Linked DNA regions of Gossypium raimondii: region 1 is linked to region 2. A link is a contact called in public Hi-C data. All regions are on one chromosome and are shown on one strand. The core of a region is the stretch at or near the end of the contact, and the rest is flanking DNA. Distances in the headings are between cores, read along the strand shown.

Region 1 (2,700 bases), core at 31-2,530, 140 kb after region 2:
AATCACTCATTAGGGTCCAAATGGCACCCTTAGCCAATTTAGGTCTCAAAATAGGACAAAATAAGCATAAAATGCTTGAAGAGCTTATTAAAGCTAAAGAACGAAAAATAAATGAAAACCATGAAAAAGACATTAAATTACTCGAGAATAAACTCATTAAGAGTGTCGAGGAGCCTAATTTGAGATATCAAATTACAACAGATCAATCTTACACGTGGTGAAAGCGAATTCTAGAATTCGTGTGTTTGTTACTAATATCCGCAATAAATATGATTACATTATACCTTATTACAAAGCATGAGTTGCAAAACAAAAAGTAATGAAAAAAATGTAGAACGAATAGGATAAATCGTATAATGATCTATGACAATGGTTAAACATACTAAATCAATAAATCTCAAGTACCATCATAAAAATATTCCATAAGATCATGGATGAATCTTTCCTCAAATTGTTTCCATTAAGTATCAATGTTGATTTTTTCTTTTTACAAACATGTACCGAAAAAATAAATTATTATTCAAAATTTAGATATATTTTGCTTTTCTTTGAAACCTGGAAAATCCTGTGGAGATCATTTTTCAGACTTTTGATCGAAGGTGTGAATTCTACAAATGTTCCACTTTATTTCTTCTCAATAATCCAATGATGGATTAGGGTTCTTTTAAACCATATCATTTTTGAAATGTTAGTAAAATAAGATAATGTAATTTGTGTTGTTGAGGATTATCCAAATTCGTTAACAACAAATTGTTTTTTGGAACATTTATTTTTCATTTCATCAGTTCTATTATATTAATTAATACATTAAATGAATGAATGCTTTTTAGGGGTTCAATTAATTTTTAAAAATGTTTAGTGGTTGCCTCCGCGCTTAAATCTAAAAATTAAGTGAAAATACATACTTTGAATTTCACACTATTGCTTGATGGTTAAGGGTATTCATTATCTCGGATGCGATTTGAGTTTGAATCGTTTGAATTTTACTCTGATATTATAATTCAAAAAAATTAAAATAAAAAAATTCTTTATATATAAAACATCAAAATAAACCTTTAACCATAAAATTTTAATATCCTTCAATTTGCGAATTATGAATAAAAACAAAATATTATGCATGTGTGATTCAGCTTCTTCGCACATTGTATACGTTCTTAAACCACTCTATTTAAATCTCAAAATATACATATAAATCATTGAAAAATAAAAAAAGTTTGGACTCCATTTAAGCCCACCCACATGCGTAACGAAGAAGCAATTTTTTTAGTTTTGTTTTTCCCTTTTCAACTTAAAATAATGAAAAAAATCAAACCCTAGATGTGTTTTTATTTTAAAAAAATTGAGCATTGACACTCCCCATCTTCACGTCACACTTTTCTTTTACTGTAACTTCACACGCCCATCACACAACAAAAGAAGAGCATTGCAAAGACTTAGCTTCCAGATCTGACTAAACTAGACCACCATTTTCTCCTTACTTTTTTTCTCATTCTAAATATTTTATTAGATCCAATTGGAATCGAAGATTAAAACTCAATTGCTCAATTTTCTTTCACTTAATTCTATCTTATTTTAAATTAATTTTTAGTGTTGGTTGGATTTTTGGGATTTGAATTAGTTAGATCTGAGTTGGGGGTATTTTAAATTTCTTTTTCCTCGATTGGTTAGGGAGTTTTTCTCAATGGCAATGCCATCGGGAAATGTAGTTTTATCTGATAAAATGCAGTTTGCTGCTCCTCCAGCTGCAGGAGCTGGCGGCGGCGGAGGTGGAGCTGCTGGAGGTGAGATCCACCAGCACCATCCTCGGCAATGGTTCCCCGATGAGCGTGATGGCTTCATCTATTGGTTGCGAGGGGAATTCGCCGCCGCCAATGCTATGATTGACTCTCTTTGTCAACATTTGCGTGAGGTTGGAGAAGTAGGGGAGTATGAAGCCGTGATTGCTTGCATTCAACAAAGGAGATCTAATTGGAACCCCGTGCTTCATATGCAGCAGTACTTTTCTGTTGCTGAGGTCTCCTACGCGCTTCAACAGGTCTCCTGGAGAAGGAGACAAAGGCCTTATGATCAAGGGAAACTTGGGGGCAAAGAGTACAAAAGATCTGGCTTTGGGTTTAAGGGGCATAGGTTAGAGGTGGCTAAAGAAATGCAGAATTCGGGCGTGGATAATGATGCGAATTTGACTGTTAACACAATTTCAGACAGAAACGATAGAAAGACTGAGAAACGTGATGACAATAAATCGGGTGGGGAGGATAAAGTTTCAGCAGTCTCGGAGGATATAAAAGGTAACTTTTGGTTTATGTTTCTTTCTTTATCTTTTTTATTTACGTTGTGTGAACATTAAATTTTTCAGTGAATGTTACCTTGTATTCTGTATCTTTTTATGTTTGGTTTTTGGTTTCTGATTGGGATGATTGAAAGTTGTATTTCTAAATGGGATTTTGGGTGTTGATTTTGTTGACTTATCAACTATTTCCTTGATTAAAAAGCTTGGTGTTGCCATATACATGTTTCTTTCTTGGATTAGACATATTATCCCAAACAAGAAATTGTTTATTTAATGTTTAAAACAAGCTTTCTTATTTGGAAATTGCTATCAGATTCTCTATTTCCCGCTTTGACCTTAATATGTATATACCTACCTAATTGAAAGTTGCACTATTTGTTTGCAAGTGGATTTATATAAAATTAAAGGCA
Region 2 (2,700 bases), core at 48-2,547:
ATAAAGTTGACAATGAGAGCTTCTTGGGAGCGAGTTAGGAATAACGAAAGGAACTTTTGAAGCAATCCCATCTCAGCTGTGCATATTGCTAAGAAGAAGATAAGTAAGCCACCAAAAGTGTGCCATGGCAGATAGGCTGCTCTTGAATATGATTCTGCACCTGGGAACACATACGAGAAGAATCCTAGCAAATACTGCAATACCAGATAGGGATGTTTTTGTTTTAAATTCCTAACTGAATTAGAATGAAATTGATTAAAATTTTAGGTACCTGTAAACCAAATAAGCATATGGTAATCATGCCTAGCCAAGAATGTAAGGTAACCATGTCAGGCATGTTGGTCTCATTATGGAATTTGAAGATTACAACAATCCCAAAGATCCCACAACCAAGAGCAATGGTTTGCAATGTTAGGTGGACTGCCTTTTGCACTTGTATGTCTCTTCTACTTGGGGTTGACTTGTATGCCATGATTGCTGTTTTATATATATGTTCAGTCATAACAATAATGCACATCACTTTTCAATCAGATTTCCTTATTTCAATAAAATTCATTAAAAGTTTTTCATATATTTGGTGGTCTTCAATGATACTCTAATATATAATCTGGAAATATATCGTACGGAACATTAGACATTCAAGAAAATGAAAGAGTAGAGCAACATAGACATAATGTTTGAATTAATTATGTTAATATACATGAAAAGCCACTGACAATTACTACTTACCTTCTCCAGCCATTAATATGAATCCAATCACCATTAGAAGTGGATGAAGCTGCAAATGAGAGGGGGGGGGAGCTGAAAGAGATTAAAATGTAGGCATAGAAGCAAACTGATCCATGCAAGAACAATAGGTCCTCCACATATCATATAGAAACAAAGATATGAAACAGTTTCTGAAGAAAGAGAAGGGATTCTCAACGCAAATGAACTCACATTGAAAATCTTTAACTTATTAGCAGATTCAGAAGCAAGGCCTTCCCGGAACTTGAGAAGCCAAACTAGCACAAGGGTTGTCACTGCTATAAACAACAAATGTCCAAATACTGTAACAGGGGTTGCAGAAATTTGGTAGCTTCTGCTCTTAGGCGCCATTGCATCTGCAGAACCTAGATGGAGAACTCAGTAGTCAGTAGTGTTATATAAAATCATTTGAGCCATTAACAAAGAGAGCTTTTGGTTTGATTGGGGAAGATACTACCAAACCGTCCAGCCGGCTGATTCAATGGTGACAACTCCAATAACATGAACAATATTGGGGCTAATTAAAGTATGTATGAGACTTAATGGTTTCAATTACCAATCATGCAGAGAACTTAGTAAGGCTTGCATTCGATTGTTTGTTTGTGGTTTGGGGTTATTGCGGAGAATAGGCAGCGTTTGGAGCCATAAGAAAAGCCAAAGGTGTTCATATCATAAATTTTACTAATGATTTAGTTCGTCCATTTCTAAAACTCAACTTGTGCGATTAGCTAAACTCTTCAAATATTTCTTGCATTTTAAATTAAAATAAAATACATTAATTTAAGTTTGTAAATAATTCCATAATATCTTGCCAAAGAGAAGTTTTTATGTAAAAGTAATAATAACTGTACTACTTAGTATTTACTTTTTTGCTAGTATATTTAAATAACTCTTTTATGTAATTTTAATGAGGGTGTAATATGATTATTTCTCATATATTGTAATTTTATATATAATTATAATAATACCAGTTTTCATTACCTATCTTTCTTTTTATACAAGCTTTCTTTTACCTATAAATCCTCCCAAACCCTTAAATCTTAAGTGAGATCAAACTCACATTCTGCACGTTGTTGCAATGCTAATTGAGTTTTTTTTTTATAGTTATAGTCATTTAAAATGACTAGTTATATTATTTTATAATAATATATGTATAAAACTTATTACGGGTCAAACATGTTTCATCTTCTTTTTTATAACCAAGAACTTGATCAACTTGTATTGATCCATATCACGACCTAAGCTTAAAACCTGAGTCTCGAACTCCCAGCAGCCCAGGAAGTTGTGATTGCCAAACTAGGCCTGGCTCTAGAAGATTGATGCTAAGCTCTTAGCCATTTTGGATCTATATTAGGACTAAAAAATGCCGTTAGTAATACTTGTTGCCAGCCAATAACCATTTTGACATAGGCCTCAAAGTTGACCCCAACCCACATAAAATGGGTCATTCTAAAGTTTCACTTAATATTCCTTCTCATTGCTCATTTGTCCGTAGCAAATCAAATCTGGGTTGTATCTTAAATTATCATATCTAAAACGGGGTCTGCAAAGTTACAATGCCTCGAAGAAGTTCCAGCCAATATGTTCAACGGATAATTAAGCACTGAAAACTAAAGCACAAAAGCATGGTTTTTATTTTTTCACTTGAATTTGAACCAGATTTGGAAATGGTTGGATTGAAACTTTTGACAAAGTTTCCTAGGTCTACAAAACACTTGTTGTGCAATAATGTTTGCTAACCTCATTCATTGCATTGCAGCAAACCAAACCCTATACTCACCACTCCACCCTACCTAAGCTAGCAGCTGTACTAAATAACTCAGCGACGAAAATCCCACTATTCACAAAAAAAAAAAAGAAAAAGGCAAGTCATGATTCTATAACCATGTCATTTTGTATGCACTTGCCTCTAAATTCAGGACCAACCCCATTGCTTCATTATATGTATTACAA

Evidence for each region. Hi-C and Micro-C count contacts between places; a contact is called where the count stands out from the background.
Region 1: a contact with region 2 is called in a Hi-C map of leaf, with 2.7 times the contacts expected there. The contact joins the promoter of LOC105794329 here to the promoter of LOC105796177 in region 2. A contact is called at or near these places in 2 of 2 Hi-C or Micro-C datasets (both in leaf).

Annotation. Positions count from the first base shown.
Region 1 is chr3:42,708,364-42,711,063 of ASM2569854v1, forward strand. LOC105794329 (hypothetical protein) reads left to right here and starts at 1,281. Exons shown (of 8, transcript XM_012623462.2): 1 at 1,281-2,288. The coding sequence starts at 1,682.
Region 2 is chr3:42,566,561-42,569,260 of ASM2569854v1, forward strand. It overlaps LOC105796177 (probable ascorbate-specific transmembrane electron transporter 1), which reads right to left and starts at 1,298. Exons shown (of 5, transcript XM_012625779.2): 1 at 1,205-1,298; 2 at 940-1,112; 3 at 730-778; 4 at 272-477; 5 at 1-194. The coding sequence starts at 1,250.